Regions from separate parts of the Mus musculus genome. Here all the other regions are linked to region 2. A link is a contact called in public promoter capture Hi-C data. All regions are on one chromosome and are shown on one strand. The core of a region is the stretch at or near the end of the contact, and the rest is flanking DNA. Distances in the headings are between cores, read along the strand shown. Region 1 holds the start of Pycr2 (pyrroline-5-carboxylate reductase family, member 2). Region 2 holds the start of Sccpdh (saccharopine dehydrogenase (putative)). Region 3 holds the start of Mixl1 (Mix1 homeobox-like 1 (Xenopus laevis)). Region 4 holds the start of Acbd3 (acyl-Coenzyme A binding domain containing 3).

Evidence for each region. Promoter capture Hi-C pulls out the DNA fragments that hold promoters and counts their contacts.
Region 1: a contact with region 2 is called in a promoter capture Hi-C map of liver, with 2.4 times the contacts expected there. The contact joins the promoter of Pycr2 here to the promoter of Sccpdh in region 2. A contact is called at or near these places in 2 of 39 promoter capture datasets (liver and pre-B cells).
Region 3: a contact with region 2 is called in a promoter capture Hi-C map of hematopoietic stem and progenitor cells, with 4 times the contacts expected there. The contact joins the promoter of Mixl1 here to the promoter of Sccpdh in region 2. A contact is called at or near these places in 5 of 39 promoter capture datasets (cranial neural crest, hematopoietic stem and progenitor cells, hippocampal neurons and 2 more).
Region 4: a promoter capture Hi-C map of hippocampal neurons shows a contact between it and region 2, with 2.8 times the contacts expected there. The contact joins the promoter of Acbd3 here to the promoter of Sccpdh in region 2. A contact is called at or near these places in 4 of 39 promoter capture datasets (hippocampal neurons, liver, pre-B cells and 1 more).

What each region holds. Positions count from the first base shown.
Region 1 is chr1:180,902,802-180,907,966 of GRCm38.p6, forward strand. It overlaps Pycr2 (pyrroline-5-carboxylate reductase family, member 2), which reads left to right and starts at 1,473. Exons shown (of 7, transcript NM_133705.2): 1 at 1,473-1,729; 2 at 1,943-2,013; 3 at 3,073-3,252; 4 at 3,362-3,583; 5 at 3,794-3,886; 6 at 3,989-4,152; 7 at 4,676-5,165. The coding sequence starts at 1,663. The coding sequence ends at 4,841.
Region 2 is chr1:179,664,791-179,669,503 of GRCm38.p6, forward strand. Sccpdh (saccharopine dehydrogenase (putative)) reads left to right here and starts at 3,441. Exons shown (of 12, transcript NM_178653.3): 1 at 3,441-3,755. The coding sequence starts at 3,566.
Region 3 is chr1:180,694,964-180,700,203 of GRCm38.p6, forward strand. Mixl1 (Mix1 homeobox-like 1 (Xenopus laevis)) reads right to left here and starts at 2,071. Exons shown (of 2, transcript NM_013729.3): 1 at 1,657-2,071. The coding sequence starts at 2,049.
Region 4 is chr1:180,723,436-180,728,410 of GRCm38.p6, forward strand. It overlaps Acbd3 (acyl-Coenzyme A binding domain containing 3), which reads left to right and starts at 2,608. Exons shown (of 8, transcript NM_133225.3): 1 at 2,608-2,943. The coding sequence starts at 2,667.

The DNA of each region.
Region 1 (5,165 bases), core at 223-2,722, 1.2 Mb after region 2:
GAGAGAGAGAGAGAGAGAGAGAGAGAAGAGAAAGAAAGGAAAAAAGAAAGAAAGGAAGGAAGAAAGAAGAAAGAAGAAAGAAAAAGAAAGACATAGCTTTCTACTGAACCTAATTTTTGGGTAATAGACATGGATTCCTGTGTAATACAGGGAGCTAAGGGAGGGTTGGCTGCTGCAGATTGGCCATCTGCCTAGCCTGGGACACCTCAGTACTCTGTCCCATTGTCTGGTTCTTCCTAATTCTCAGAAGGGGCAGGCGTGTTACTTAAGGATAAGACAAGGGTGAAGGCCCTGAGGCACTGATAAAAATGATGCTGGGGGCGGAGAACCCGGGGAGAGGGGAGGGAGGAGGCTGAACTGGTTTTCCTATTGGCTGGGAGGTCCGGAAGGGAAGGGCTGGACGGTAGGGTCAGGGTGGGGCACTCCTGGAGGGTGTGTCCCAAATGGCTGGGTGGGAAGGTAGCTATTCATCTACCTCACTGTAGCAGAATACAAGAAAGCAGATAGTATGTATGTAGTTTCCAATTCTAGGAAGACTGGTAGGAAGGTCCATTGAGTTCAGGAACTTAAGTCTAGCCTGGGCAACAAAGCAAGAGATTCTGGCCAGAAAAAAAAAATCGTTCCACTTTAACTGTTTGGTTCGTCCATTAATGGAATAAATACACGTTAGAATCTTGTGTAAAATAACGTTTCGGTGGCGTTGGGAAACTGCTTATGATTGGTATACTATAGAAATGTATGTACTACACGCCTATAATCCCATCCCTCAAGAGGATGAGGCAGGAAGGTCACTAGTTCAAGAACAGCCTGGGCTACATAGTGAAACACTTTCCAAAAGTCAAACCCAACTTGTGGCTGTTCCTGAGCCCTCTGGTGCGTCTGGACATGTTTCGAGAAATCTTTCTGGGAATAAACAATACAATTCTAATGGAAGAGAGGAGATGTCACTGGTGATTCGGGACAGCTCCTGAAAAGCTTCGATGCTGGGTCTCTTTGTATACTCTAAAACCACAAGGTGGGGTGGACAAACAAGCAGTCATTTCTCACTGTCTCAGCTGTTTCTCCAGGTCGCCCTGTTCCGGGTAGCAAGAGAAGTCATGCTTGGCCAACAGGCCGTGCAAGCAGTGCTTTAAGGAAATCACTAAATAAATCAACAAATCATGATCTAGTAATTCGTCTTTTCTACCTAGTTCTACTTCGGAAGGAGCATGCCGAAGCTGGCTAGCTGTAGCCTGGTGTCCATGAGGGGTACATCTCTAATAGGCGTTTTGGAGATCTCACTCCTGAACCAGAGTTAGAAACCAACTCTTCTAACCAGGAATTACCAGTGTCCCAGGCAGGGCCAAGCAGACCCGCACCAGCGGAGCTAACAGGTTCCACCCGCTGCGCGATCAGGAGGCGGGCGCACGGCCTGACGGCGATGCCGATTGGTCCGCCCCAGACCCGAGCCTCGGATTGGTTGCCTTGGACACGTGGCCAACCGGAGGCTGCGTATTTGGCGGTGGATGCTCTGGGATACTTGGGGCCTCTCTAGCAGTTCATCTGGTGCATCCCGGTTTGAAAGCTGTTCCGAGCAATTCGGGTCCATCTTTTTCCACGCGCGGACACTGACCCCGGGATCCCCAGAGTCCCCGGATCGGCGCTCGCCGGGATCCTGCGGCCATGAGCGTGGGTTTCATCGGCGCAGGCCAGCTGGCCTGTGCTCTGGCGCGGGGCTTCACGGCCGCGGGTGAGCGCGTGGTCAGCCTTCCCTCTCACCAGAGTGAACGAGTGAGTGAGTGGGTGGGTGGGCGATGAGTGAATGTGAATGGATGGTAGATTTGCATCCATCTGCTGGGAGCATAGCGTCGGAGGCCGGCACTGCTAGAGCTGCTGTTGGCTTCCATTGATGGACTGCATGATTGGGCCATGATCTACAGTTGAAAAACTTTGTTTTCTGTAGGCGTCCTGTCGGCTCACAAGATAATAGCCAGCTCCCCGGATATGGACCTGCCCACGGTGTCTGCGCTCAGGGTAGGCTAGGAGGGATGGAGGGAAGTGGGCAAGAGGAAGAGGCCCAGGAAAAGCGTGTCCGGAGATGCCCTGAGTCTGGCAGGCTCCGACTCTCCTTTAGGGAAGTCATCATTGTAAGCCCTGCACCTTCTCTGAGGCAGCCTTGTGTGGTGGGAGCTCCCAGGCAAAGTTAGTGTCGGATCCTACTGGGGTGAAAGTAGGCATATAAGAAAGGTTCTTTTTGGGCTGGTGAGATGGCTCAGCGGGTAAGAGCACAGACTGTTCTTCCGAAGGTCCTGAGTTCAATCCAGCAACCATATGGTGGCTCACAGCCATCCCTTAACAAAATCTGATGCCCTTTTCTGGAGTGTCTGAAGACAGCTACAGTGTACTTACATATAATAAATAAATAATTCTTTAAAAAAAAAGGTTCTTTTTGTTAGTCTGCTTTGAATTTCACTGCATAGCCCGTGTTGGCTTCTAAGTCTGGAAAATTCTGCTTACCGATGTTGTAAATGACAGCGTTGCTAGGGGACTTGGTGAGTTACGTAGTTTCTTTATTCAATAAAGCTTAATGTCCCAAGTCTTCTAACATCTGGCCAATGTGGGACAGGTGAGCAGATGAAGCACTGTGGATACTGTTTGTGCCTAGTATAGGCTTATGTCCCCAACGCTGTAGGACCCCAGCTATGCACCTCAGAGCCCTAGAGGGGGCCCCGTGGAGACTTGTTACTCCGGTAAACAGCTGTGAGGTTGGGAGTGGGCTTTGCAGCTCTGCTTCCAGACTCTGGGTGCTCAGCTCTTTCCATCAGTTCTCTCTCACCTGGCAGAGAGGTTCGAGATTGCTGGGGTTGAGGGGACAGCCACTTTCCTGGCCATGGTGGAGCAGCTTACCATTTTGTACCTATTTGTCCGGTGGCAGGAAAGGAAAGCTGCCATTTGGGGATAGTCACGGAGCCCTGAAGGCACAGAACAGAGTGTTGGCTACAGTTGACAGAGAGGGTCTGCTATTCTATGGGTGGCACGGGCTCAGCCATATTACCTAGCATTACGGACAGGGTCCCCTACTCCTTACTGCAGAGGATGGGTGTGAATCTGACCCGAAGCAATAAGGACACTGTGCGGCACAGCGACGTCCTGTTCCTGGCTGTGAAGCCCCACATCATCCCCTTCATCCTGGATGAGATTGGAGCCGACGTGCAGGAGAGGCACATCGTGGTCTCCTGTGCAGCCGGGGTCACCATCAGTTCTGTGGAGAAGGTGCTGTTGCCCCGGTGCCCATTGTGTGAGAGGAGGGGTGGCCTGGGAGTGGCTCAGATCCGAGGGAGCTATGTCCTGGACACTCAGTTGGCTTGCTCTCCTCCTCTAGAAGCTGATGGCTTTCCAGCCGGCCCCCAAAGTGATCCGCTGCATGACCAACACGCCCGTGGTGGTCCGAGAGGGGGCCACCGTGTATGCCACGGGCACCCATGCTCTGGTGGAAGACGGCAAGCTTTTGGAGCAGCTGATGAGCAGTGTGGGCTTCTGCACAGAGGTGGAGGAAGACCTCATTGATGCTATCACCGGGCTCAGCGGCAGCGGGCCTGCCTATGTGAGTGGTTCTCACTTGCCCACTGGCTTGCATGCATCCTGGGCAGCAGGAGGGGCTGGCGGAAGAGAGGGCAGCCGGCACATCTCTTGGACATGGCTGGCTGGTGGAAGGAGCTGACCTTCAGGATTGGTCCCAGTCACCTGAGAAAGCCGCCTGTGGTGTGTGGGTGCGCGGATGCTTGGTTCCTGTGTTCAGAGAATATCTCCACAGGCATTCATGGCCCTGGACGCCCTGGCAGATGGTGGGGTGAAGATGGGCGTGCCGCGGCGCCTGGCGGTCAGACTGGGAGCTCAGGCGTTGCTGGTTAGTGTCTTTGCGCGGTTGGTGGTTGGTTTTAGGGTTGTGTTTTGGGGGAGGGGCACCGAGCTGGGCCTGGGTTGAGTCTAATGCTGCTTTGTATCTCAGGGAGCAGCTAAGATGCTGCTGGACTCAGAGGACCATCCAGGCCAGCTCAAGGACAACGTCTGCTCCCCTGGGGGGGCCACCATCCATGCCCTGCACTTCCTGGAGAGTGGGGGCTTCCGCTCTCTGCTCATCAATGCGGTTGAGGCCTCCTGTATCCGAACCAGGTGCGCGTTCTCGCTCTCCCCTGTCTGAGTTCTTCCGTTGGTGTTACTCTTGAAGATTTCATGAGCGCGGTCAGAGTCTGTGCTCTGTTGATAACCACAGTTTTAAGCTTCCTTTAACCAAGGGTTTGCTAACCTTTCTCTACTTAGTTCTTAGCGCACTTCTGATGGCTATGATTAACTTTGTTTATGTAGATGGGTACATTCGAGATCAAACAGTTAAATGATGGAGATGGGATTCAACTGCTGACTGGCTTCAAATTCTATAACTTCCCCTAGTTTTTTTTTTTTTTTTTTTCTTGTGTGGTCACCGATATCACTGGAACACTGTACCTAGCTTGGATCGCACCGGGGGACTGGGATATCCCCTGTTAGTTATTTGACTCTTAAGAAGCTTGGAGCTTCTCTGGTTTGGGATTCTGAGTCTTGGTGGCGTCGGGTTGAGAGTCTGGGTCTGTATAGCTGGGGAAGGCGCAAAGCTCTGGCTCCGAGGTTTATCATCTTCCTGGTGGGGCTTTGTTTACAGAGAACTGCAGTCCATGGCTGACCAAGAAAAGGTGTCTCCTGCTGCCCTTAAGAAGACCCTTCTGGACAGAGTGAAGCTGGAGTCACCCACGGTGTCCACGCTGGCCCCACCCAGCTCAGGGAAACTCCTTACAAGAAACCCCGCCCAGGGAAGCAAGAAGGAGTGAGGAGGACTCTGTAGGGTGTCCCTGTCCCCTGTAGTACAGGGAGGGGCAGGCTCAGGTCTGGGGGTGAAGCTGCTTACATCTGTTCACCTGGTGCCACCGAGTCCTTCTCCTGTCCCGTGGCAGAAGGTGCTCTGAAGAGGCGGCTGATGCCAGAAGTCAGCATGCCTCTCTGAGAGAGGTGGAGGCCTTAGAGTTAGCATCCCCCTCAGCGGAAGTCTGTGGAGAGCTTTAGTTAGATCCGAGGCTGCTTCAGATTGATCTCCAGGTGAGGTGAGAGGAAACGGGAATCCTCTGAATTAAAAACACGCAAAGAAGCCTGTGTCT
Region 2 (4,713 bases), core at 2,191-4,690:
TCACAGCCTCACAGTCTTGACTTTGTTCTAAAGCCCAAGGCCAAGTCTCTTCTAAGACTCAAAGCAATTTCTTTCTTTTAAGCTTTCTTTGTTTTGTTTTGTTTTGTTTTGTGTCGTTGTGTTTGGCAGGGTCTCTCACTGAACTGCAGCGCCCTGATTCAGCCAGAGTGGCTGGCCCCAGTCATCCTCCTGCCTCTACTTCTCCAGAGCAGTACGAACCTGGCTTTTACGTGGGTGTTGGGACTTAGACACAGCAAGCCTTTTCCTGATGGGGACATCTCCCCAGGCCCCACATGCCTGCAGTTTTCATCTGGACCAGCTGGCTGGTGCCAACCATGTTACCAGCCTTGTCTTCCTTTATCTTTACTCCCTGTTACAATCGGACACTAACCAGCCCGGTGTCTGTTTCTCTTTTCCTGGGGCCGCACACATTTCTCCCCTAGTCTGGTGAGCACACCGTGTAGCTCTTTGTGCACACCTGGTCCTGTATTATTGATTTTCATGCTCATTGGGCAGAGAGCCTCTGCTCAGTATCACTGACTTTACTTAAAAAGTGATTATTTTTTTGTTCATTGTGCTTTTTTTAAAAAAAATACTTAAAATAGTTGCGTCAATTACTCTCTCAATTCTTCTATATCTAAACCCTGCTAATCTAGGCCAGTACTGGCTTCTTCTTGGAACTCTCTTTTTCAGTGAATTAAAACAAGTACCATATAACACAGGGGACCTCAGCATTGTTTGGCACCACCGACACTATATCCTGGGACGAGTGTCTTCTCTTGCTTATTCTGCCTAGAGTTAGATCAGTTCCTCTCCTCATTTACCACATACACATCGATTAAGCCATCAGTCCCAAATTAGGGATAGCAATGAAGTTGTCATAGCCATGGATTCATTGATCCTGTTTCAGAGCCTAACACACAGGAGGCTCCCTGAGAATGCTTGCTGGATGGCATTAAATGGCTTTCTAGATGGATACAAATAACACAATTACAAAATTAAATTCAGGAGGAGTTTTATATCTCCAGCATGAGCTAGAAAGATTTTTCTGATGGAGACATCTCCCCAGACACTACGTGCCTGCAGTTTTCATTTGGACCAGCGTGGTGCCAACCATGTTACCAGCTTTGTCTTCCTTTATTTTTACTTTCTGTTACAGTCAGACAATAACCAGCTTTGATGGCTCAGCCATTAAAGGCTAGGCTCACAATCAAAAATATATCTATAGCACACTATAGCTTTGATGTTGAATGTCCACTACAGGCCCACGTAGTAGGCATGTGTAGAACTTTCAGAATCTTTTTTTTTCTTTATTCCCAGGACAGGGTTTCTTGTACAGCCCTGGCTGTCCTGGAACTCACTCTAAACCAGGCTGGCCTCAAGCTCACAGAGATCTGCTTGCCTCTGGTTCCCGAGTGCTGGGATTATAACCATGTGTCACAAAACAGTCTGGCCTCAGCCTTGGTGTGTGAAGTATCTCTTTTGCGGGTTGGAGTCTTTGTGTTAGGTCTGGACCCTGAGGTTCTGGGAAACTGCAGTTTAGAGGTAGTGGAAGCTTTGGTGGGGGCTAATATGAAGTCCTTAAATCACTGGGGAGATGCCTACAGGGGAGAATGTAGGAGCCATCAGCCCCTTCTACTTTTGTTTCATGGCCATGAAAAGAGTAGTTTGTGGGGGCTGGAGAGATGGCTCAGTGGTTAAGGGCTACTGGTTGTTCTTCCAAAGGACCCAGGTTCAATTCCCAGCACCCACATGGCAGCTCACAACTGTCTGTAACTCCAGCACCTGATCCTCTCACACCAATGCACATAAGAGTAATTTTCTCTGCCTTGAAGTCCAGTCACCGGCATCCAGAAAGACTACCAGAGGCCCAGAGACCCAAAGCAACAGGCACATCTGACTAAAGACTGAAAATACACAAACTGCAAACCTAAGCAAACTTCTTCTTCTTTGCAAGTTAATTTATCAGATATTTTCTTTTTGTTTGGTTTTGTGTGTGTGTGTTTTGCCTGTGTGTACTTCTGTGCATCATGTAAGTACCCGGTACCAGAGGAAGCCAGAAGAGAGTACCAGATCCCCTGGAACTGGAGTTACAGAAGGCTGTAAGTTGCCTTGTGGGTGCTAGGAATCGAACCTGAGTTCTCTGGAAGAGCATCTAGTGTGCTTAACTGTGGAGCCATCTCTTCATTCCCCAAGAATTTCTTGATCGTGAGAGAAAACCAACTAGAGCATTAAAAACAAAACAAAACAAAACAACAACAACAAAAAACAGCAGGGGAAGCTGGTCCAGTGCTCAGGAGGCAGAGGCTGGTGGATCTGAGCTGGAGGCTGGCCTAGTCTACCAAGAGAGTCCCAGGACAGCCACCAGAGTTAACAAAGAGAAACACTGTCTCAAAAAAACAAAAGAAAAGGAGTGGGGTGGGAAGTGGGGTGGAAGGCTTGTAATTCAAAGACTCAGGAGACTGACACTGGAGGACCCAGATTCTGAGGCCACAGAGAAGCTGTCTGGAAACAAAAGCAACAACAAAACTTTAAGCAAGCTTAAGACAAAGGAAAACAAACAAACAAACAACGCTCAACAATAATCAGCAATTTGGGCAGCCCTGAAAACCAGAGCTGGGTCTAAGAAATCCAGAACGGAATTCAAGTCAAGTGATATTTACAGAAAAAAAAAAAAAAAATCACTAAGGCAAATGAGAGGCTTCATGGGATAGTGGTCATCTAAATACCCTGGCCTAGCTGCTGTACCCACCCCCATGGACATTCTGCTTTCTACAATAAGTCTCAACGAACACGATTAGGTTTGGTCTGTAGCAGCTCCGAGAATAGCTCAGTAGGCACAAGTGCTTACTGCTGATCCTGACATTTGATCCCTAGACTAGTTGTCCCCTGGCTCCTGTGGCACGGGCGTGTGCACAGACAAGACATACAGACGCATAAACAAACTTAAAAATAATTTAAAAAATTTTTTTAAAGGAAGCCTAGCCCAAAGCAATGGTCTCTGACACCATCAGAAAGGCTGGATGACAGACAGTCAGTCCAATGCTCTCAGCTCGGGTCACCAGCGTTCCTTATTGCTAATAAGCTTCTCCTCCGCCACCGACTTCCAAGCTCCAGTTCTCGGCGTGGGCGACCCCCCGGCCGTCTCTTTTCGCAATCCCCCCAGAGAAGCGGGAAGAACCGGCCCGCCCTGGTTCTGCTTCAGGGGAACCAAGAGGACGCGATGATTCGGGTGGCCAGATTGATGCGGGTAGCCGGGCGGCGGGCAGCAATGGGCCGTCGGCCGCTCCTGTCAGCCACCGAAGCGGACGTGCAGCCCGAGCCGGATGTGGCGGCGCGGCACCGGCCGGTGGCCCGGGATGCGGCGCAGCAGCTTGGTCGCGAGGAGGCGTGGGCGTGGCTGTGGGCGTGGCCCGCGCGTGGGCCGAAGGGAGCCGGGCGCTGTAGCCGCGCCGACGGCGGCCAGGACAGCGGCGGTTGCTGCGCCCGGTACTGGGGTCCCGGCCTGAGGCGCAGGCGCGGTGGACTCAGCCCGCCCCGGGCTGCAGCTCGCTGTGGACTCGTCATGGCGACGGAGCAGAGGCCTTTCCACCTGGTGGTGTTCGGCGCCTCTGGCTTCACCGGCCAGTTCGTGACGGAGGAGGTGGCCCGGGAGCAGATAGCCTCGGAGCAGAGCTCCCGCCTGCCCTGGGCCGTGGCGGGTCGCTCCAAGGAGAAGCTGCAGCAAGTGCTGGAGAAGGCTGCCCAGAAACTGGGTAACACGGCGGGGTCGCCGGGGTGGGCAGGGCCGGGCCGGGCTGGGCGCAGGTCGCCGAGGGGCGTCTCCCTAGCGTGCGCCTGCATCGAGCCCTGCGGGAGGACCGGACGCCTCGCCTGGCCGAGCCGGGCCGGGCCTTGTTCCGCTCCTAAATTAAAGGAAAAAAAGAAGAAAAGGCTTTTCTCTCCCTCCCAATTTGGGGATCTCCACTGTCGAGAGAGAGTTCAGAACTTCAGTGGCTCCTCTGTCCATCTCTGTTGTTCTGATGGGTTTGAAGGGTTCTTGTACTTGTGGGAAAGGGAAATAAGACACGGATTTCTTGGAGGTCCATTGTAGTTTGTCTCTTGGGGACAATTAAGAAAGCTGAGTTGTACTAGCAATATTATAGTGCACCTATTTTTGTGGCTTGGTGATACGGATTTAGCTCAGCACTTCTGAACGTGGTAAGCATATACACCGTGCTTCTGAGTTACCCCGCTAGCTGCTTGCTTTTTTGTGTGTGTGTGTTTTTCTGGTTTTCAGTTTGTGTTTTTGCTTGTCGAAATCCGCCTGCAGTTCTCACTTTAATTGCTTGAGGCAGTGTGGGCTGACCTGGACATACTGATGCCCTTGCCTCTTCGCACCCCCACCCTCCACTCCAGTCGTCTTATTCTTAATAAAAATGTGGGAATTTTTTTTTTCTTTTTAAGTTTTGGATGTTTACTTATTCTTTCAGCTTCTAGTCAACATGTTGATTGAGTAGTATTTTCCATGCTAGGCCTTGTCCTAAGTGTTGTGATGCACACATGGGAGTGAGGAGGGACACGTGGGTGCTCTTGCGTGTACACACACACACACACACACACACCCAACCTTTTTGCTTTGGGGAAGCACCCGACTTAGAACCCCATAGCCTTGGAGTTTGGCAACTAAATCTCCACCCAGGACAAGTCATACTTGTTCTTCATTCTTTCTAT
Region 3 (5,240 bases), core at 821-3,320, 1.0 Mb after region 2:
TTGGGGTTTTTATTGTTAGTTTGTTTGGGGGTTTGCTTGAGATAGCTTCTCTAGCCAGTGCTGACCTCAACCTCGGGTTGTAGCCAAGGAGAACCTTGACCTTGAATTTATGATTCTCCTTCCTCCACTCCAGAGCTGGGGTTACAGGCTGCACCACCACGAGTGGTTTGCGTGGTACCTGAGGATGGAACCCAGGGTTTCGTGCATGCTAGGCAAGCACTCTACCGATAAAACTGCATATTAGCCTTGACTCTCTGCTCAAAGTCTGGGGCTTACAGAAAGCACTTGAACCAATGGTTTGATGTTCAGAGCTCCAAACCTTCTCAGTCATCATTCTCAGATGCAAAGCTGGAATGCTGTCTGGTTCTGTCTACACTTGCTATACTTGGTTGTTTGTCTGCTTTTCATTTTACACATTAAAAAAAAAAAGAAAGAAAGAAAGCCGGGCGTGGTGGCGCACGCCTTTAATCCCAGCACTCGGGAGGCAGAGGCAGGCGGATTTCTGAGTTCGAGGCCAGCCTGGTCTACAAAGTGAGTTCCAGGACAGCCAGGGCTATACAGAGAAACCCTGTCTCGAAAAACCAAAAAAAAAAAAAAAAAAAAAAAGACGGTCTCAGCCTGGTGGTGGTAGCATACCCCTTCAATCCCAGTAGGTATTTTTCCTCCGTGAAGCTCGTTTCTGTGTGTAAATGTCTTTACTATTTCCCCACAAACGTGTTCTGCATAGGAAGCCCAGGGTGACAACTGCTGAAAGTGACAGTTGAAGCCAGGAGATAGTGGCACACCCCCTTAATCCTAGACAAAGGAGGCACATCTTTGATTTCAAGGCCAGCCTGGTCTCCAGAGCAAATTCCCGGACAGCCAGGGCTACCCAGAGAAACCCTGACTGGAGGGGGTAAAAAAGTGACAGTTGAGTAGTCACCCTAAGTCCAGGAAAAAAATAAACACTAAATGTCCACCCTCCTGAGGCAAGCGTCTAAACTGGGTGTTGGGGAACCTACCTGTAATCCAAGCACCCAGGAAGCTGAGGCAGAAGGATTGTGAATTGAAGTCCAGCTTGGACTACGCAGCATGAACTTGTCTCAGTCACACACACACACACACACACACACACACACACACACACACACACACACAGAGAGAGAGAGAGAGAGAGAGAGAGAGAGAGAGAGAGAGAGAGAGCAAGAGAGAGAGAGAGAGGCTTCTCCCTATCATCTCCAAAACTCTGATCTAAATGATCGACCTCAGACAATAAACTCACTTTGCAATATTTTTTCAAAGTGACAAGAAGTTCTTGCTTGTTTTGAAGGTGATCCAACCCTGCTCTGCTACTTAGAATCAAAGCCAGAGGAAGGCTTGTCTCTCTCTCTCTGTCTCTCTGTCTGTCTCTCTGTCTCTGTCTCTCTCTCTCTCCTTACTGGACGCTGGGAAAGAGTGCAATGACTACCTTCCTGCTGGGACCTTTCAATGGGTCCGCAAGCCCCTTAGCTGCCCAGATCAATCACATGGTAACGCGGCCTTAACTGACATCCCAGTTTGCAGTCTAGAACCATGAGGTTCAAAGAGAGTAACTTTTCCCCCACAGAATAAATGGCCCAACAAGCCTGTGACTTCCCAGCACCTCCACTGGAACGCGCAGCTGCGACCGCGACTCACCTGGATCCTGGACTCGGGTAGCAGCGTGAGCGCAGCCAGGCGCTCCCGCAAGTGGATGTCTGGGTACATGGTCTGTCGGAAGACGAGCTCCAGCAACTGCAGCTGCTCCGAGCTGAACGACGTGCGCTTGCGGCGCTGTGGCGCCGACGGGGCGGCCGAGCCTTTGGAGGGTCCGGGCGGATCCAGGCCGGCGGGGGTCTGCGCTGTGGGACTGGAGTCGCGGTTTGGAAAGCACTGCGTGGCTGCTGGGGCGCGAGAGTCGTGGGGCGCCGCGGGCAGCCCAGAGGCTGGGCGCATGGCTGGGAGCAGCTGCCCTCCGGGATGCGCGGCGGGGAAGATGGGGAAAGCGGCGCCTTCTGCGAACTGGAGCTGCTGGGACCCTGCTGCGGCCATGACTCCCGGACGCTTCCCTGTACCCCCGCGCGCCTGCAGTTATAGCGGCCCGGAGCCGGGGAGGGGGCGGCGGCGCCATCAAAGGCGTGGGTGCAGGGAAGCCGCGTCTCGTCTCCTCGGGGTGCGAGCCCGCCCCAGCCCCGCCAGACGCCGCGGGAATAATCGCTTCCGCTGACCCGGGGACGGAATGAGGGAGGCGCGAACTTGAGTCCGGGCCGCTCCGTCCCTTCTCCGCCCATCCGCCAGCCAGTCCAACCACCAATCCACATACCTCGAACCGCTTTGCCCCGGTGGGGTCGCCCCAAGTGCAGGCCGGACTTGGACAGAACCCCCTCTTCTGGGCCAGAAGACCTCTCAAGAGCGCCTGAATCTCTTGGGGGCTTGGTTCGTAGGTCCCCCGCGCTGTGCCTGGCCCGCTGTCCGCCTGTCACCATCAAAGGCGCTATTTACCACCCCTGCTATGTGCTAGACCTTACTCCAGGTTGGTTAAACAGCCTAGCCCTGCCCTCGGCAAACCACCCTGACACATCCTGAATCCAAGGGGGGGTGAAGATAAAGAGATCTCAAAGGGGACAGGCACACATCCTGAACAGTGACGCTGCTCCTGCCTAGAGTATCTGTGACCTGTCAACAAGAATGCTGTAAATTGGACGGGCTGAAGTTGTACGGGGTTAGCGCTCCTAAAGAATCCCAACAGTGCTCAGAACCCGAGAAGTTTCTGCTCCCTCTGATGCCACTCCTTGAAGTTTCTGCTCCCTCTGATGCCATTACTATTTCCTTTGTCCCCTGGGGTTCATTTGAGGTTCCTGGTTTGTTTTATGCGGATTTGTAGTTTAGTTGTGACTTCTATATCTGCTTCCCCTAGTGCACACATGCATTCATTTATTCATATAAGTCTCTCCCCACCTCCTTACCCTCTGGTCCTGAGAATAGGACCCAGTGACTGGAAAATCCTAAGCAAGACCCTCAGGGAACATCTGTTGAGACAGAAGCCAAGTTGCTTCATAGAGAAATCAGAGGCATGCAGCACTATAGCAGAAGGGTGCAGAGGCAGGCAGGGCAAGGAGCACGGCTTGCAAGGCCTCAAAGGGGCTCCCTGCAGAGGAAGGGGTATTCCACAGCCCAGCCCAGGACCTGTTCCTGCAACGTCTTCAATGCTAATGGGAAGTATCATAGGAGAAAGTATATGTGCTGGCCATGAGTGCATCCTGTCTACTAATACGCATGTGAGCCCCCAAAGAAGCCAAAAGAGGGAAGTGGGTTGTAAGCTGCCTGACACAGTGCTGGGAAGTAATGGGTTGTAAGCCACCTGATACAGTGCTGAGAACTGACCCTCTGGAAGAGCAGCAAGTGGCCATATCTTTACTATGGGCAATTATCCCAAGTGTCAAAGCACAGAGTGATCGGCAAGTTCTAGGCTTGACCTGTCCACCAGCTGGGGAGTCGTGGGAAGTGTCCTGGCCTCCTGCTTTATGCGGATGCTAAGACTCCCCAGGCCTGCTTTTCCATCTGATCCCTTCCCCTCAAACACACACACACACACACACACACACACACACACACACACACACACCTCCAACCCCTCTCCCTTTCTTTCTTCTTCTATTTCTTTGACAGTTTTTCAGTTTCACAGTGTATGGAATGGAAAAATCAGAATTTGATTTTTCTATGCTTTTATTTTTCTACTCCTACCCCGTACATATATCAGGGTCTCGTGTATACCAGGCTAGCCTCACACTCTCTATGTAGCCAAGGATGGACTTCCAGGATGCAAAGCTCTCTTTACAGACATTCCACACAATGCCTGATTTTATGCAATGCTGGGGCTCAAACAAGGCCTTGTAAATGCTGGACAAGCACTGGAAGGGCTATGCTACATCTTCTGCCATTTGTTCATCAATTCAGAGACTGGGTCTCACGAGATAGCCCAGGCTGGCCTTGAACTTGAGATCTACCTGTCTCAGCCTCTTGAACATGAAAGTTCACACCTACTTTTATTCTTCTCTTTTTTTCTGTGATGCTGAGGCTCAAACCCAGGGCTTTATCTCTGAATTATACACCCAACCTGTCACTCAGTTTTATAATCCATTATTAAAAATGAATTATTTGAAAACAAAATAAAATGTTATGGCTGTGCTTATGTATGTTCTTATATAGTAGGTGTGTGTGTGTGTGTGTGTGTGTGTGTGTGTGTGTGTGTGGTGGATGTGTGATGTGTGGTGTGTGTTCCCATTTTACTCTCCAAGAAATACACTACAATCCAGATCAAAGCCCAAAGACCTGGACAGGTGCTGTGCCAAGCGGATCTCCAGATATGACTCTGTGGGAACACTGGGTTCCAGTCATCTTGGGAAGAGAGGTGGCCTGGTCTCTGCCACCTAGGAGCTTCAGTGGCTGCTGCACTGCTGTCCCTGAAGGGATCAGGAAACCAGCCTGAGAAGACACCAGAGTCTGTGACTACTGCTCCCAGAAGGAGTTTGTCAGTGACAGCCGAGCCTCCCAGAGACTCAGCTGGGTTCTGAGCTATAGGAATTCTTCAACCTGCTACGTGGAAATCCTCCCGGGTCCTTTGTCCATCACTGTCCTCTGCCACCTTCTGTCTGCCCCAGAAGAACCCTACAGGGCAGGGAAACGGACTGAGGGAAATAATGGCAGGCTGTGTACACAGCTGGGGCTGTGTGTGGCCAGAAATCATAGTGCAATTTGTGATCTGAGAATCCTCTAATCCAACCAACAGGCATCATTTTTAAAAACCATTTCCTTCAGATTTGTCCCATATTGTAATATGTATTGAACAAGAGCTCAGAAACTCTCATCCTCTCTTCCTTTTGCCCTAAATTTAGCTTTTCTTATTCTACCCCCTCTCTGTCTCTATATCTCTGTCTGTTTGTGGGTCTCTTCCTCCACCCCATCTGTGTGTGTGTGTGTGTGTGTGTGTGTGTGTGTGTGTGTGTGTATGCGTGTGTACACTTGGGAATATGCACACATGAGTTGTCAGAGCACTGTTTGTGGGAAATGGTTCTCTCCACCTGCTATGTGAGTCCAGAGATTGAACTCAGTCCATCAGCTTGGCAGCAAGCACCTTTACTGGCTGAGTTTCCTGCTAGCTCTGAATTGAGATTTTTCTTGCATGTGCTTGGATGTATCCTTGTCCAGCTACAGAGAAGACTCAGGTTGGAACTGGAAGTGAT
Region 4 (4,975 bases), core at 1,358-3,857, 1.1 Mb after region 2:
TCCAACTTGGTGAACTATGAGTTTTATTGGAGTTGCTTATAGGAATATAGGTGAGGGGTTCTTACAGAGCAGAAATGACACTTGCATCTCTAAGGCTGACCCTAGCATGGGTGACAGCTCACAAGACTGGGAACCTGAAGCTCACTGCATAGGCTGCAGGCAGCTCAACAGTTAAAGAGGGTCCTTCCAGGTGCAGCAGTTGGTCTAAATGTCTTCCAGGCAGGGCTGCTGGTCTGCTTATTCCAGGCAGCTGATCTGGTCTCAAAGTCTCCTTCTTAGCTCAGCTCTCTTTTGATCTGAGGTGAATTACTCTGACCAGAGGGATCTATTGAATCTGGTCAGTTTCAGAAACTTCCTGAAGCTATTTTGAGTTGTTTGCCTCCCTGCTTAAGGAGCTTCCTGTAGGACAGACTGTTTTAATCTTAAGAGGAAGCTGCTACACACCAACCAGACTTCAAAACAACCAGTGTTTTGATCTTGAGCATCTCAGCTGTAATAACTGTCAGAAACAAAGAGCTGTTAGTTATAAACCACCCAGGCTGTGGTATGTAGTTAGAGTGCAGAAGCAGCCTAAGAGAAGTGACCAGACAGATAACTACAGCAATCAATCTTGTCATGTGACCCGTGATAACAGCTTGGACAGTCTCTGTCACATAAGACAGTAAATGGCTGTGAACTTAGGGCACATCTTAAAACCTGCATAACACCAGCTAATATCATTAACCACCAGCATTAGGCCCATAGCCAGTAGATTGCTTCATTTTAAGGTAAGCCAGAAACCTGATGATATGACATTAAAATTCCAGATTTTAACAGGCTACCAAACAGTTCAGATTTAAAGTAGATACCAATTGTTCTAGTCAACTCCAGGGACACACTCTACCCTGTGAGCTCCCCTTAGGGTAAGGGCTCTTGTATATTTTAATGTTGCACATAATGGTGGTCACATTTTATTAAAAACTACCAGCCAGCAAAGCCTTTCTGATTTTTTGTTTTGTTTTGTTTTGTTTTGTTTTGTTTTGTTTTGTTTTGTTTCAAGACAGGTTCCTCTGTGCAGCCCTGCTGTTCTGGAACTCATTTTATAGATCAGGCTGGCTTTGAACTCAAAGATCTGCCTGCCTCTGCCTCCCAAGCACTGGGATTACAGGTGTGCAATCCTCCCCAACTCCTTTACATTTTGCTTTACACACTACTGTACTTTGGGAATGGAATGCCCCCCAAAGGCCATGTATTGAAGTCTTGGGTCCCATGTTGACACTATACAGAGGTGACAGAAACTTCAAGATGGGTTAGTAGGCTCTCTGGTGATGTCACAGCCTCTTGAAACACATATTAACACATAGTTTCATGACTCCAGTGTTTTCAACAAACCAAGAGGAAACAGAAGCTAGGGAACCCGCTCACAGGTGCTGAGGCAGAAGGTACCTTCCAGCAGCCTGGCCATACTATTGTGCTCTGGCACGGACTCACCTCCTGGACCATGATGCCGAGGGGTAGGACACGACTACTGTCCTTTGTATTTTCCATAGTATATGATATACAAGGTAGTCCTTAAATCATGTTGAGCTGAACTGATACTGTATGTAATTGAAGTGTGCTTTCATCCATTCATTCAGCTCAATGAAAGAGCCCTAAGCTGGAGTGCTTGCCCAGTGTATGCATGAAAATCTTACAATTTTTCACTTTTAATGAATTGGAAGACTCTGCTACGGAACCAAAAATCCCAGAATACAGCACTCGAGAACAGAGGGAGGTGGGTTTCTATGAGTTTGAGGCTAGTCTGGTCTGACCTTCATAGTGACAGGACAGCCAGGGCTATGTAGCTTACAACCATGTCTCAAAAAAAACAAAAGCAAACAGAAAGGAGAGTGCTATGTACTCTGGCTGTTTCTCCTTAACTACCTCCTACTTTCTTATACCCGACACTGCAGAGATTCTGTCTTCTGGTCCTACACTTTCGTGGCATGGATAGCTGAATTGGCCTCATGCTGTCCTTATTGCTAGTCCTGATGGCTTGCACATGTAGTCAAAGCCCTCGGGAGATTAAGGCAGGAGGACCAAGGGCAACCTGAGCTAACGAGTGAGTTCAAAGTCAGCCTGAGCTACATAGCAAAAAATAAAATAGTCAACCGTTCCCTCCCTTAGGAGAACGAACATAAATTAAGGGAGAGGACAAACACTGCAGGGGACGAAAGCCTGATTTCTACTTTAAAATGAAGACGGCAGTTGCTCTGACCGTCTGGCAGTTGCAAGAGACTCCGTAACTGGCCTGCAACTTCCCAACAGCGACTCTGCACAGATGTCTCTGCAGTTGTCCCCTGCAGGGTCGGACGCGACCAGCAGCCACCCCCAACACCGCTGCTTGGGGTTCACCTCACACACCCCCGACCAACGCGGACCGCCACGAACCCCACGGGACGTCCCGGCTCCCTGGGACGGCCACGGCGGTGGGGTGAGCCTCTCTCCGAGAGGGGCGTGAGGTCCCCAGCAAGCCGAGGGCACGGGAGGGCGTGGCCCACACGCTCGGGGGCGGGGCACCCGGCGCTTTCAAACCCCAGCCGCCTTGGCGGCGGAAGTTCCGGTGTCGGCGAGCGGAGGTGAGAGGTCAGCAGGAAGTCGATACGTGGCCGCCGCCTGTCCCCGCCGAGGAGGCGCTGCGAGCGGAGATGGCGGCGCAGCTGAACGTAGAGCAGCTCGAGGTGTCGCTCGACGGTCTCACGCTGAGCCCGGACTCGGAGGAGAGGCCCGGCGCGGAGGGGGCCCCGCCGCAGACGCCGCCGTCCTCGGCCCCGGGGAATGGACTGGGCTCCGGCGCCTCGGGGCAGCAGCGGGAGCCCGGGGAGGCGGCGGCTGAGGGCGCGGCCGAGGAGGCGCGGCGGATGGAGCAGCACTGGGGCTTTGGCCTGGAGGAGCTTTACGGCCTGGCGCTGCGCTTCTACAAAAGTGAGCGGGTCACTCGCCCCTGCGGGACTGCGGGCCGGCCATGCCTGCCCCACCCACCCGAGCTAGGCCGGGGTGACCGGAGCGCCGGTCCGTCCTTGGTGGCACCGAGAGTTTGTCACTGCCGGTCCGGCCCCTGGTCACACCCCTGAGAGACCTAGAACCCTGGTTTAGCAGCCCGTGTCGCCTAGTTGCTGGGGCGTTCCACCTGGTTTAAGTTTTCTGGTTTCCACGAGCTAGAGTGGACAGGAGCGCGCGCTCCCCGGGGCTCCTATTCTGGGATGGATTTCGCCTTTTTGTTATGTATCGGTTTTTCACGGCTCACGACAACATCGAAGCGATTTTTAAAGAGAGAAAAAAAAACTATCTTAGTGGAAGAAAATTGTATTGGGTCCCACACATCCCTTTTCTAGCCTTGTAAACCGTGAGCGTGTGTGGGACATGATCATTAGGCGATAGGGATGTGGCGAAGGATGAAGTAAAATACTAAGTTCATTTATTCCCTTTTGCCTGAGTGAGTAAGTGATGGCCACTGTGTTCTAGTAACTTCTAAGTGGCTAGGAAATTCTACCATGGAAGTGAATGATGAAGACTAAAGCGCGAAGTTCTCGTTCTCTCTCTCTCTCTCTCTCTCTCTCTCTCTCTCTCTACTGTTTCTTAAAACAAAATTGTGATGTGCGGTGATTTCCTGCCTTTTTTCTTCTCTAGTTAATACTGGAGGTAACAGTCACAAGATTTGGTCAGTGGGAAAGAGCTTGACTCATAGTCTGATTCTTAAAGGCTATTTAGGTTCTTGCGTGGGAAAACAAAGCAAGATAAGGGCAAATGAAACTTTAAAGGGGTTGCTAGGTTCCACCTGCATTCTAGAACCCCATATTTATGACAAGCTTCCCAGAGTTAGGGCTTTCGGATTGCCTAGTTCACCAGCTAAAGTTGAGTTGTTCACTGTAGTGACCCGTGTGAAGGTAGTTTTATTTTTAAATCAACTTTCATTGTGCAAACTAGGTGAGATTCTATGAAACTTTCCAGAACAATAAATGGTTACTCTAAATTCATAGTATTTTAAAGTTTACCCTTGAGCTGTTCTTTGCCATGGCTGGAGGAGTTCAGCCTTTCCTGTGTGGTAATGAGTTTAGGATCACTTTAACTCTTGAGTCGCCGATTTGATTTTAGAGTTTGTCGTAAATAAATGCGAATCCACTGGTTTCTGTACAGTTCACATAGCAGTGCTTGCCCTTAAAAGTTAATTTTTGGAACTTGCATTTTAATAACATAAGCTGCAAGAAACAGGGACAAACCAACTTTAACTCTCTCTCTCTTTTTTATTTTTTAAGAATTTTTAATTTTTGTGAGTGAGTGAGTGTGTATGTATCAGTGTCAATGTGGGTCCCCCAGGAGACCAGAAGTGTTGGATCTCCTGGGGCTGGAGTCACAGGAAGTTCTGAACTGCCTGACTTGGGTATTGAGAATTGAACTAGGGTCCTTGGGAAGAGCATTGTGCATTCTTTACCAATGAGATATGGCTCCAGAGCCAGAAAGAACCAACTTCTATTCTAATCTTTGATTTTGCTGCATGGGAAACAAAGGGAGTGGAGAGGTATTTCATCTGAGCCCATCTATTTTGAAAATAGCAGTATCTTCGTAAAGAGAAGAAAACACTGAGATGGTGTCTCACACTTAATCCCAGAACTAGGCAGGCAGAGGCAGGTGGATCTCTGTGAATTCGAGGCCAGCCAGGCCAGCACAATTCTGGGACAGCCAAAGCTACATAGCAAGAGCCTGTCTTAAAACAACAGTTAACAAAAACCTAAACAAACTGATTAACTAACTTAAAAAATTGTGTAACGGGCAGCAAATTTAGCATTGTGGGTCAGGAGCCTCATTCTAAATTATTGTTGCTATATAAATTCCTAGAAATTTAACTGCGAGAATCAAGCTCTACATAGAGAAGCTGGATTATGTAACACTGGACTCACATTTAAAATTTAATTATTTAAACAGATTATTTTAAATTGCCTTCTGAGTGGCAAGAGTC